Regions from separate parts of the Anas platyrhynchos genome. Here region 2 is linked to region 1. A link is a contact called in public Hi-C data. All regions are on one chromosome and are shown on one strand. Each heading gives the region's core, a stretch centred on a gene start, on an enhancer-like site or on the middle of the called end of the contact. The rest is flanking DNA. Distances are from core to core; before and after follow the strand shown. Region 1 has its middle 4.7 kb from the start of INPP5F. Region 2 holds the start of MCMBP (minichromosome maintenance complex binding protein).

What was found. A called contact is a pair of places that touch in the nucleus more often than the background predicts.
Region 2: a contact with region 1 is called in a Hi-C map of small yellow follicle, with 2.1 times the contacts expected there. The contact joins the promoter of MCMBP here to the enhancer-like site in region 1. A contact is called at or near these places in 4 of 8 Hi-C or Micro-C datasets (F5 follicle, skeletal muscle and small yellow follicle).

The regions. Positions count from the first base shown.
Region 1 is chr6:35,732,623-35,739,638 of IASCAAS_PekinDuck_T2T, forward strand. No RefSeq gene overlaps it. Among named protein-coding and RNA genes, the nearest start is that of INPP5F, 4.7 kb to the right of the region's middle. Within about 2 kb of position 1,834, at least 3 of the 8 cell types and tissues checked have an H3K27ac peak or open chromatin away from gene starts, as enhancers often do. A contact at or near this core is called in F5 follicle and small yellow follicle, where this site is marked.
Region 2 is chr6:35,795,434-35,801,983 of IASCAAS_PekinDuck_T2T, forward strand. It overlaps MCMBP (minichromosome maintenance complex binding protein), which reads right to left and starts at 2,142. Exons shown (of 16, transcript XM_027460816.3): 1 at 1,899-2,142; 2 at 1,087-1,172. The coding sequence starts at 1,956. It overlaps SEC23IP (SEC23 interacting protein), which reads left to right and starts at 2,194. Exons shown (of 19, transcript XM_038180909.2): 1 at 2,194-2,422; 2 at 5,390-5,925. The coding sequence starts at 2,272.

The sequences.
Region 1 (7,016 bases), core at 584-3,083:
CCAGTCTGTCTTGTCTGCAAATAACCAACCTGCAAGAAAAGCAGCAGGCGTAACAGCAGGCCAGCCAGACTGAACAGGGCTCACCAAGCTGACATGCAAAAAGGGAGCATATGGAAAACCTAAGTGCATATGGACTACCAAGGAGGAATACAGATGCATCGCCCGGGCACACTGGGATGGAAATAGGAAGGACAGAGCATGGCTGGATTAAAAACTGGCAAGGGGTATGAAGAAGAAAGGCTTCTATAGCTACTTTGGCATCAAGATGAACTAAAAAAAGTGATCCCATTGCTGAGAGGCATCAGCAACCTTGTGATGACATAGAAAAGGCTGAGGCCCTTTTTTTTGCCTCAGATTTTCTTTTTACTAATCTGCTATATGCCTCCCATGCCTCCTTGCCTAACTTTGGGTTCAGCAGTCCTCCCTGTGGTAGGAAGAAGAGCAATGTAGGGACTACTTAAACTGACATGCAAAGTTTTTGGGAACTGCTGAGGTGCATCCCAAAGTACTGAGGGATCTGGCTGATGTCACTGAATGACTGCTTTTTATATTCATCATGTAACTTGACAGTTCTGTAAACTGCTAGACTGAATATACCTTATATACATCATAAGGTAGCAAAAATTACTTCCATTCCTTGTTGGATAGCTAAGTAAATGATGGCTCAACTTGGCAGTTCAAAGCGAAGCAGTAAATGTCGGTACCACAAAACTTCCACCAACTGCACCTGTGAGATGATATCTCTGATAGTGAAGGAGGCAGGAGCTGAATATGACAATAAAATACAAGATTGCTTCAAATATGTTATAGGCATACTGACTGCCAAAGATGATTTCTCTGATGCTCATCTGGAAGCTACCAGAGCATGAAAGTCTCTCCAAACAAACAAAAATATTCCACCATTTCTTAATCACGGGCATTCATAAATAAAAATCCTCACATTTTCTTACACAGTTGTTTCTGAAACTGATGGCATTCATCTCAGGAAGAGCTGTGTATTTATCCAACTGAGCCAGTCAATTGTACTTGCAGGCCCGGACTGTTCCTAAATCAGATCACTTCCCATTAATCAACATTTAAATTTGAAATCAAGCTGTGGGCAATCAGGTAATACTGAGAGTGAGAGTGCATGACTAATGCCTGTGCATTTCCTTCCTGTTAGCTATTGTCAATGAATTGCAAAAATGCAAAGTTCCTTCTCCTTTTTTTTTATTATTTTTTTCTTTTTTTCTCACTAGCTGAGGCTCACGAGCTTATGAAAACACTGTCCAGCTGTGAATCTAAGGAAACCGCATTGAATGTAAACAGAAAGATACCCAAGGGGAAAAAAAAAACCCTGATCAAAGGGTGAACAAGGGCAAAGCAAGGTCTGTCCTTGAATTCCTGCAAGGAGCTCTGAATTATTTTAACGGCAACCCTATGCCCTGCACTACAGCACTGAACTGCCTGGAAAATGCACACAGAACAGAGCTGCTGCTGCAAACAGCAGTGAAAAATGTCCAGCACGTGATAGTGCAGACTGCACAGAAACAGAGAAAAGAGATGGGAGCAAATCCCATCAAGGTATTTGGTTCCCAGTCTTAAACCAGGAAAGTTCTGAATCCCATGCTCGTTTTAAAAGGCAGAAACGTCTCATTAAATATAATTTAATTTATAAATCTAAAGTCAAGCATATAATAAATGTTTTTTGAGACTGATTGTTCAGTACCCTCCAAAATCAAGTGCTTGCCTGGGTCTTGATTGTGAACATTCAATAAGGAGATTTCTCATTTCTGAATGTCCTTCAGTCACGTGTTGTGTAGCATAACCAGTAGACATACTCGAATAATATGCTAGTGGAGAAATGTTGTGTCAGAGAGCAATGAGCCCTTTCAAAGCACAGTTTTGGAACAGTGCTGCTCAATATGAGGGAGTTGAACACTATTTAGTGTAGCTGTGCGTATTGTAGTGTGACAAATACCAAGTCCAGTTCAACTTTCACTGACAGGGTGGAGTCCACAGCAGTGGGCAGGACATCTTTCTTCCTGTCATTTAAAAACTGAAAAAAAAGGAAATGAAGGAATGGCGGCACTGAATAAGGTGTCTGCTTGCACTGCCTAGAAGATGACGACAAATATTCCATGTAGGCAGGTGTGTAAAATTGGCAGCTAAAAGAGGATCTTCTACCTGCTGAGTTAATTTCTCAAATATCTGCCTCATCACCCGTCTGAGCGAATTGAATCTCAGCCCCAAACCATTCTCAAATTTCTTTTTTCCTTAAGGCATCACACATTTCTCAGAAGCAGGGAGTGCAGGCAATGCTGCAGGTACTGCTGCCTGGGACTCATTAACAAGCACCTGCTCTGCCCTGCTCGTGTACCAGGCGGGGAAGTGAGTGAGGAGAAGAGCTAAACTCAAGAATCTCTTTTAGTTGTCAATTGTCAGCTTCTTTGCAGGGTCACAGAGTGACATCTCTCCAGCAGAAGGTTTCTACTGAGCAGAGCACCTGAAAAACTTCAGGGTCTTGCTGTTCCTCACCCTTTCCTCCTAGGCAGCTAAAAGCTTTCTTTGTAGAGCAGGAACTTTCACTTAGAGAAACAAACTATGTCCCAGCGCAGTCTATTTATTTAACTTGCAGTTTTACAGTCCTTTCTCTTCTTGGGCTAGGCTTTGTTTTATTGCACTATAAATGTTTCTCATTTACAAGTAAGGAAACAGCACAATGGTGTTCTGCTAGGAGAGCTGCCTGCATCCGTCTGTTGCTAAGAGTCTTTCTGTGTCTGCTTGCCTTCCTCCCCTTCCTAATTGTTTTTATCTATTTATTTCCTTGACGTAAATTTCAATTCTAATTAGCAATTAAAACTCATGCCTAGTGTTTATGACATTCTTTCTGCACTCTGATTCAGTTCAGATTTTGCTGTACTTAACACATTTTTTTTTCCCCCAATTCTTACCCTAATTTTTCCTATTTGAAGGAAGTATTTCTTTTTAAAGAAATGTTATACAGAACCAGTAATGCTTCCTAAACCCTGCCTGCTTGCATCATTCAAGCAGTATAAAATGTCAGATCCTGGCAATCATCGGTCAGATTAAAGACTGTCGGCAGAACACCAGAAGAGCTGTTTTTTTTTTTTTTTTTTCACCACCTATTGCCTTCTCCCAGGACTTTAAAAGGTGCCTCAGGACAGAGATGCACAGCAGACTGAAAAGAAGGGACCTGAAGCCCATGTTCCTAACAGGATATCCTTGAGATGCAAGTTTCAGTAGCTTCTGTAGCTTATGCCAGAATAGGAACAGAAAATAAAGAGATGTACCTTTCCTTTTGAAACTCCCATTCACTTGATGTTAACAGCAGGAAAAGATTTGGTAACCATCTAAAAACGTCTGTGTGGTCCAGCGGCCAATACTGTCCAGGCATCAGAAATATTTTTCTTCTCTCCCAGGCCTGCTCACAGCTCTTCTGGCCCCTAGAGTACCCCTGTTCAGTGAGACAAGAAAGAATGGGAAGAAAGTAAGGCAGGAGTTAGTCCATGAATGCAGATGCTACAGGCAACAGAGAGAGATAACAGGAGAGAACAGGAAAAAGGAAGAAGAGAGGAAGAATTTGGAAAAATTAAAGAATGATCAGGAAAATAAGATAGAGAAAACTTCAGCAGGAGCAAATAAATGAAAACTAAGGAAGTATGTTTTTTTTTTTTTTCTTTGCAGAAATATTCAGCAGCTGTAGGTTGTTTTTGTAATGATAAACTAACACCGTATAAAACATTTCACTGTCAAGAAATTACACTATTTATTAAATAAAGTGAGCAGAGGAGAGAAAGGGAAATGCATGGGAAAGAACAGAGGAAATGGCTTTGGGGGCAAAGGGAGAATCCCACTGAAACATAAAGCCCTCATCTCTTCTGAATACAGATCTTCTCTGTTGTCCCCTGGAATAATTCTTAAGTGAGTATCTTTCACATTTAATTTATACAGAGGCATTTTTATTCTAAGAGCCTGACACTCTTTCCAAACTCTGCTTCGCCTATTTTAACTTGCAGGGCAGAGGCTTTATTAGCTTTAATGCATTGTGGAAAGGTCAAAACGAAATTTCAGGTCGCTAATGCTGTCTGGTACAGCTGAACATGCAGTCTCATCCAGACCATTTGTTAGGCAGCAAAATTTATCAGAAGTCAAATGTTTTTGGTAGCCCTGCAATTGCAGAGAGTCCAAAGCCTTATTATGTATGCATTTCATCAGAAAGCTTCCGTCATTAATACAACTTTTTTGTTTCAAAATTTGTAAACAGTCCCAGAGAGTGAAAATGTATTTCTGTTTTTGTTTATGCTGGGCCTTTTTTTCCCAAGCAGTAAAGAATCTTCTATTGAAAGTTGTCTATACACCCATTTCAAAATTTATTCTCATGAATATAGCATTAACTGATATTAATACTGCAATATGGAGGAAAAATATGTCTGTTAAACAAGCTACCAGAGCTGCCCCAGGGAAAAGGCTAGTCATGAGAGACTAGAGATCACATCTGTCACTTGTAAAAGGACTGCATGTTGTTATATCCACTGCCAAAATTATCTGCTTCCCATGTGTTACATTAATACTTCTGCATCTTGGCTTCATTTTCTTGAGGTCAATGAAAGATGAGTGGAAGTTTTATATGTTTGTAGAACCATGGCCTGTGGATGCTGTGTGAAGCAGAGGTCAATTCGGCTAATATTATTTAAGTCATTTACCACTCAAGCTAGACAGGACCTAGGACAATTATTGCTGAAGTTGTTTTCTAGGGGAAACAAAAAAAAACAAAAAAAAGAAGCAAACAGCTGTAATAGTGCCTTAAACCAGCATGAACTACAGGAGAAAAATACTCAGATACAAATGGAAAAATATTTTTTCTTCACAGAATACCACATACATTGTTCTTCTGGATATACGTTCTTGGCCTACAGGATTACTCTGTAGTTTTCTATAAAATACTTTTAAAGGTATTGTAGGAACTACTAGCACATCCTTCTTGGTGTGACTTTTTTCAGTGCTGGCTTATTTATAAATGTATATGCAAAAGACTTCAATAATACCAAACACTTGCCATTAGATCTTTTTTTGGAGCTTAGAAAACGCCCATCTCTTCCTCCCAGCAACTTTCTACTGTCTACGATGATGAACCAAACAAGCTAATGAGCTTGATCCCTCCTGCCTGTCTTCCTTGCGTGACATAAAACATAGATCTACTTTTTATATTCCCATTGGAATGTCAAGATTGTTTCAGAAAGCTTCAGGAAAAGCCTTCATCTTCATGACATTCATTCTGATTTGATTGCAATGTTACTAAATTAGTTCTGAAACAATTTCTCCACATGCTAGATACTGACACTGCAGACAGCTAAGGACAGTCCGAAGAATCAGTGCATCAACAGAATTCCCTCTGACTTACAAGGTATCTGTGAAGAAAACTGATGGGATGGAGGATGAAAGCAAAATGAAATACACTGAAGAGTTTTAAGTATCTGCTTAAGGTCTGTTTATTACAAAGTGATTAATTAGATTGCTTAACAAGGATGGATTTAAGTATACAATAACTGTTAAGCAAATGTTGAAATGGAATTGACAATTAACTACTTAGTTAATTGTAAAAACTCATGTTCCATACTTAAAATCTCCCTGAAACCTCAAACTCACAAAGCTCTACAAAAATGCTGTCTTCAGCATTTTGTATTTGTCATTTTCCTGGTGCGTTCAATAGCTATGTAACAGCACGAGTTTAGAAAGTTGGATGTGAATAATCTTTAATGACTTTATTAGAAGCACAATTAACACTTTAAGCATATAAGCACTTTTACTACTTTTTTTTTTTTTTTTTATCCAAAGAACCAAATGATTTAATTACCTTGCTTTCAGATTCCTTTTTGCAGAAAAAAAAAAACACCTCTTCAAGGATTTATATTGGTGTAACACTGAAATAAAAAAAAAATAAATAAATCTACATCTTCTAAATACTGTGAATCATGGACCAATTAATCCAAACAACAATCCTTTGTAAAAATTACAGTAGAGCAAATAAGATGTGAACACAAAATACTACTTCTTACACAAAGGATAACGTGGCTTCATTTGCTGTGTACTTCTAGAGTCTAATGAAACAAGAGGAAAGTGGTGCACCATAGTGAATGTGAAAGCCGTACCATCAGTCCCCTTGGATATGGGCATGTACAGCAATACTAAGAAGAAGCTTTAATTGCCTGTGTTTACTTAAATTTTACAGTTTTAAACATACGCCCTCAAGAGGAAGTCTTTCAATATCAGATCTGTGGAACAATCCAACCCTTCACTGCCTTGCTGGGTGTTTGATAGGCCTTTGACAGAACACAACATTGTGTTTATCACAGAATCCTTAGAATCCTTAGAATCATTAGGGTTGTAAAAGCCCTCCAAGATCCTCTGGTCCAACTGCCCCCCTACCACCAATGTCACCACTAAACCATGTCCCCAAGCACCACGTCCAACCCCTCCTTGAACACCCCCAGGGACGGGGACGCCACCACCTCCCTGGGCAACCCGTCCCAATGCCTGGCTGCTCGTCCTGAGGAGAAATGGCTCCTGATTTCCAGCCTGAACCTCCCCTGGCACAACCTAAGGCCATTCCCTCTGCTCCTATCACAGTTACCTGTGAGAAGAGGCTGACCCCAGCCCCCCACACCTTCCTTTCAGGGAGCTGTAGAGAGCAATGCGGTCTCCTCTGAGCCTGTTCTCTCCAGACTGAACACCCCCAGGGCCCTCAGCCTTTCCCCACTGGCCTGCTGTCCCAGGCCCTTCCCCAGCTTCATGGCCCTCCTCTGGACGCTCTCCAGGGCCTCGATGTCCTTGTAGTGAGGGGCCCAAAGCTGAAGCCAGCGCAGAGCACAGGGGGCGAGCACCTCCCCGGCCCTGCTGGCTGCACCATCCCTGACACGAGCAGGGTGCCGCTGGCCTTGCCCACCTGGGCACACTGCCGGCTCGTGGTCAGGCCAGCACTGACCAGCTCCCCCAGCTCCTTTTTCACTGCACAG
Region 2 (6,550 bases), core at 892-3,391, 63 kb after region 1:
TATTTTAACATGTCAATGGAAAAAAAATAGAAAAAACAGCACACATGTATGTAGTATATCTTGAAATTATGGGACTTGTTATAGGAATAGTTTTCCCATTTTAAGGGTAAGTTTTTTTATTGAAAAAACACACCTAATATTAAAACAGAAAAAAAAACAGAAGGAGCCCTATAAGAAATAGCAGTTTAAGAAACAAGACTGTGCTCCCTCATAAGCGACTAAGAGAGCTTGCTTTTAGTTCCTTCCTTATGCTGCAAATTTAACACAGATTTGCCATTTATACTTTGATGTAAACCGTCTTTGAAATTTAAAGACAGAACACTTTCACTGACAGAGGAAGAAAAATAGTTTTCACTTGTTTTTTTTTAGCCCTAGGTAGAACAGATTTGACACAAGACTTTAACCCACTTTGTGGTGTTCCAGGATGCCGTTTTTGCCAGTCTTTGGAAAAAAAAAAAAAAAAAAAGTCGCTAGTACAACCCAAGTATGCATGCTTTATTTTTAAACCTAAAGCACAGCTTCCCTGCTGAACTTCCAGAACTAGGCCTGACCCAGCCTAATAAAGCACGGTTTTAGCAGAGTATTTTTTCCTCAAATGTGAGAGTCTAAGCACGTAGTTCTTCAACCCACACGAAGTTTCCAGCATGGCAATAAAGGGTCATGTGAGACGGGGTTTATGAACAGCAGCTCAGAAACTCGTGGTGTACAAACACTTACTGCAGACTAACAGGGTGGCGTGAAGGCTTTCAGAAGTGACAGAATTTGTCAGCTCCTGCCATCTACCGGATGATGCTACAAACAGGCAGCATTTAGCAGTTATGGCCCAGGGCAAAACAGTACACTAAAGTCAAGTGGATTGGCTTCCACAGTTTCAATTAGAATTTTACATCTTTGTTTTACATAGGTCATTTACATTTCAGTTGCTTTAATCTGTATTACAAAGGCCTAAAATCTAGAAATAGGCTTCTGAGAAGGAAGAGCTTCTAAAGAACAGATCACCGCAATAATTAAGAGGTAAAAAGAATGCTGTTCCTAAGTTCCAGGTTAAGATCCTAACTCCAGAAGAATGACAGAAGAGATCCTTACCCAGTTAGTAGCATTATTTTCTTTTAATTTCTCTCTGAAATAGTCAGTCACCTTCTTTTCCCAATCAGAATTTGGAAGATTTTGGGCTACAAAACAAGACACATTTACATGAGCGTTAGCATCACGTAGCATAATGCTGAACAGAAACGTGTTAACTTAGTAAGCAGTTTATACACGTATGCGCATTTTGAGTAAACGACTTAATTTTAGACAACTTCAAGGCTATTGCAATTGTTTCAACTTCCTTATCTTACCCCACTTTAGATAAACGAGGGGGAACGCTGCTGGAAATGCAGAAGGGCTCTGAAACGCTGCCGTGTACCCTGAGAAACTGCAGGAGGTGAGGGGCCACCTTCCGCTGGGTGGTCACTGAGGAATTATTTTTATTTGTGGTCCTTTTCGTTAAGATCACACCTAGCACCGAAGAGCCCTGGCAGCGTTCACAGATGCTCGGTGGCCAGGGAGCCATGCGGGCAGGTAGAGCAGAGACCCGACACCCTCAAGGGCTGCCCCCAGCCTCCGTGTGCTCAAGCACAGCTAGCTCAGGAACACCTCGCAGCAGCACCGAGCCAAAAACCCTCTTCAGCTTTTTATTTTAAACCCGGGAGCCGCTCCCCGGGCCGGGACAGCCCCTGCGGTTCGCCGCCCGCCCCTCACCTCACCTCAGGCGGGGAGAAGGAGGCGGCCGCCCGCTGCCCGCCCGCCGCCTCCGGGCAGCCCCGCACCGTGCCCGCCGCCCTCCTCCCTCCATCCCCAATCCCCGGGGGCTCGCTCCCCCTCGGGGCAGCCCAGCCCGGCTCGGCCGCGCTCACCGAAGATGCCCTGCACGATGCTGAAGGGGTTGTTGAGCCAGTCGGCCACGCACGGCATGGCGGCGACCAGCTGGGAGGGAGGGAGGGAGCTGCCGCCGATCCCCCCGCTGCCCTAGCTGCCGCCCGCAAACCCAGCACGGGGGCTGCCGGCTTCCGCCTTCCTCCTCCTCCTCTTCCTCCTCCACCTCCTCCTAAGGCGGCAGCCGCAGCAATGGCGGCGCTGCCCTGCCCGGGCCCGCCTTTTCCTCCTCCTCCTCCTTCTCCTCCTCCTCCTCCCGCCTCGCCCAGCCCGCGGCCGCCATCTTAGGGGCGGGCCGGGGCGTGCGGAAGGGGCCGGGCGGTGGCGGGGCAGGGACGTGGCTGGGGCGCAGCCATGGCGGCGGCGAAGCCCGGGGCTGGTGGAGGTGGCACCGGCACCAACCTCCTCTTCTCCTCCTCCGCCACCGAGTTCAACTTCGCCGTGCCCTTCATCCCCGTCAGCCAGGCCCCGGCCGTGCCGCCGGGCCCCGCTCTGCTGGCAGCGGGTAGGAGGCGGGGGGGGTGAGGGGGGAACGGGGCTGCTCGGTGCCGGCGGGCGGTGTGGGGGCACCGGGGGGGAGAGGGGTCCCTGCGCCTCCTCCTTCTCTTCTTCCTCCTCTTCCTCCTCCTCTGTTCCTTGATGGAGGTCTGTAGGTGGCCTCTAGACGTTAATTATTTTAAATTTTATTGCATCGGTGCGTATCGAGTCCAAGATCCAAGCCTCGGTTTCAACGCTGGCGTATCTTACGTAGGGGAAGTGTTAACGTGTCAGGAAATAAACGGAATATGTCTCTGTAAGCTTAACAAATATTTGCCAAGTGTGGCCTCAAAATGTTCCTTAGATCAGCATTTTCTGGGGGAGAGAGGGAGTAAAAGCATTGGAATATTATTCCTGCTTATTTGAGGTAGCTGATGCCTTTGCTAATGCTGTTTGTTCAGTGCTTATATATGTTTTCTTGCAAATATAAGTTGTTTATTGTCGTAGTTTCTAATGGAAAATCTGGAAGATAACATTGCACGGATAACTCTCATGTGGCAGCTTCTAGAAGACAAGCTAGGGAGAAAATCTGTTGATCAGCTTTCAGTAATGCGGTGTGATTAGCTGCGTGCTCTCCATTTCACTAAAGTTTTGGTTGGATGCAGGTCCACAGGCTTACAGCTGGAGTGAATTTCCGTGCCAAAGGTCTACCGAGGTTATGCCACATCCTGTATTTCTTCAGGAAAGGCCCCCTTCCTGTTAGCTTCTGTGGTCCCTCGCCTTGCCCCTTCATCCAGCCAGCTGGCATAGGGACCTGGCTGCGCAGAGCAGTTTGCATCTTGCATCAGTTTGGAACAGGAAGGAACAAGCCCTGGGGTTTAATCCTAAATTGTAATGGGGATCGGTCTCGGGAATTGTTTGCCATCCAACTGAGAGCTGATGTTTGGAAGCTGGGTGTTAATCTGTTGTATCTCAAAGAGTGCTTTGGGCTGTGCAGTTTGAGGAGAGAAGACATTCTCTGGTTCAAATGCATACGAAGTAGCCAACATCCTTAGTGTGGGATGAGAGGAGCACTGCCAGCCAGGAAATGGACTTCTGCTGCCTGTGATTGTCGGGTGGCAGCCTGCTACCATCTGTGAGGGGTGTACAGGCGGCTGTCACACAGTCACTGCTGAAGAGAGACTGTTCTGTGTAGGAGATGAATACTGCCCCAGATGACAAATCCGTAGAATCACAGGATTTCTTTTTTTCATTTGTATTAAGTGCTTTTTCTGCCGGTCTATGTATATGTTTCAATGTAGATTTTGCAGATTAGAAAAAAAGTAATGTAGAAAGTAACATGCTCTGTCTAAAAGCTGTGTGTGCATGTATATATACAATTGTTGTCAACCCCATTTTCTAGGAAATGGACGGCTTAACTAAATTTCCAAAGCATAGTTGAAATTTAGGTTGTTTGTGAATGTGCATGTGGTAAAGGCCTTGAAAACTCCTCAGCACGTTGCTGTGTTTGTTGTGATCTGACATTGCAGTGAGATAAATTGCCTGCTCCGCGACTGGTTATTTTGGAAAGCGGAGAACTGGCAGTGAGGTATGTGGTTTGCTTCTCTCTGTTCCACAGTGTTTATGAAATATGAAGGGAAGAAGAAACTTCCAATCGTGAAAATAAGACCCTTTATTAAGTACAAATGGCTATTCTGCTTGTAGCTGGGAGGTGATCCAGAGACCTGAATTTATGATGATCGTTGCTTCTAAATGGCTTTAATGTTCTGCACAGGATGGTTCATGTACAGAGATCTGGGGGTATGTTCCTCAAAGCAGCATAAAACACCACAGGTGAAGTAAGAGAAATTGATAGGTACGGGTGATGCTTTCCTGAAATTGATGCCATCTGAGAAGACAGCTAAATAGAAGTTGGTTACAACAGTCCATTTTATTCATGACAGCTGCTGCTTCTCTGGTTAATTAACTAGAACTGCAGCTTCCCAGGGAGACTGCTCTGTGGATTCCTCCCTGCTCCCCTGTCCCCTGCCAGAGCAGTGACAACACTCTTAGGACTTCTGTAAATTGCACTGGTTGCTTGCAGGATGCTGTTCCCTCAGCAGGCAGGCAGCAACACTCACACTGCTCCAGGTCCAACCCAGTTTATTGTGAGAATGTCAAGCCCCTTCCCTTTCCAGGTGCTGCTGGGTCACTGCAGAAAACATCGTCCAGGAGCTGGTTTAAGTCCTTTCTTGTCATGCAAAAGGACAGTCACGGCCTTCCATGATTTTAAACCCTCTCCTGCAATTATGCAGGATAGGGACTTAATTTTCTGCTCCAGAGATTTACCTCTTGTGCCGGTCTAGAGTAGGACTTTTAGACAGAACTGGCATAAGTCTCACTCATCAAATGACTTGGAATGATGAGTTTTGGCCACCTTGCAAAGCAAGTGGGAAACCTTGTGAGAGGTTTGCTGAAGGGTTGGGTGAGAATGGCCTTAATCCATGAAGAACCATAACCAATAGGCACGGTCTGTTTGGGATTTAAGATCTACTTTTGAATTAGATCCTGGAAGTCTTGTGCTTAGTCACTGTTTTCATGGTAAGAGGAAATGAACCAAAGCTGCTTTTGCATTTGATAGCTATAAGGGAGATTGAAAGGGATTTCAGTGCCCTGGAAGCAGGGTTCTTTGCTAAACTGGCTTGCGAAGGTCCTGACTTGAGTCATAGTTTGGCCTCTTATTTCAAACTTTTACTTTTTGTTGCTTTATATGCATGCACTGAATGAGTTTTGTGGTCTGTTTTCAATGTTTTTGAAGACTTAACAGCTTTTGTTTCAAGGTTATGGCACATTTAATCTTCAAGGATATCTAAGACCTGTAGTTCTTCTGGCTTTATGGGGTCCAGTAGAGTTTTGGAAATAGTCGATAACGTTACAGAGCACTTTGCATACGTATGCTGACTGGTTTGAGCCTCTCAGGGCATCTTTTGTGACCTTTTTCTTGTTGTTTTTGCAGACGATTCTGCAGATGTTGGTGAAGAGGACAGCTTCTTGGGTCAGACCACTGCGAGCCCGAATCCACCACAGACTTTCAACTATTTCTCTCAAGTACCTAGCAGCAGCGATCCCTTTGGAAGCATTGGACAGCCGCCCCTAACAACAGTCGCACCGCCTGCTGGAGCACCGGCCTTCTCCAGGCCTCCAACTTCCCTTCCACTGGGGTCTGGGCCACAGGATGGGCAAAACACCTTCTCACCACACGTTCCCAAGTCCCAGGCCTCGTACGGCACACCGCCGACTTCACAGGGGGGAATGGCAGCTTACCAGACTCCTCAGCAGAGCTGTCCCCCACCAAATGTCTCTGCTCTCCCCCACGGCGCGTCTCCGCAGGGCTATAACCCTTACCGCCACACCACCCTGAGCAGCAGAGCGAACCCCTATCTTACTCCACCACAGCTGCAGCAGAGTCCTCCACCAGGCCAAGCTGCTCACCCACCATCCTCTGTACCACCTGTGCAGATGTACCAGACGCCTCCAGGGGCATTGGCGCAGGTAAGGGACTTGTTCCTGACACGGTGGTACCAGAATGTAACAATTTCAGATGCTTTCCTGTCTGAATTGTACCTTAAAGATTCCTCAAACCCACCCCACTCCCCCAAAAGGAAAAAAAAAAAAACAACAACAGAAACACAGGGAAAAAAAAAAGACCAGAAAAGTCTTGAATTATTTCCTATAGCAAAATCTTTTAACTGGAACTAGCCTGGAACTATTGCTTTAGGAAAACATCCCAGCCCTTGAATTGAACGTACCCTGATGCTGTAGGTATATGAGCCTCTGACTTCAGGAACAGAGCCCGGTTAAGTTCTGTTGCTTGTTCCAGTCTGTTACCACACTTTGCTGGTGTTTTATCTGTGCTAGTTCATTGTTTGTGCCTCTGATGTAAATCAGATCATTAAGTTCTCACAAAACATCAGCGGAAAATACCTTTTCAAGCTAATTTTGCTGGTGAAGGCAGTGCTTTTTGTAGTTATGGTCTAATTCACATAATTTTATCAGCAAGCTCTTTGGCACACACCAATCAAGGATTGAGTGTGACGTAAAGCATTAATCTTCATCCTTTACTACCTTCATAATATCATTATTAGAGTAATGTGAATGTGGTAGAGCTGACAAGCTC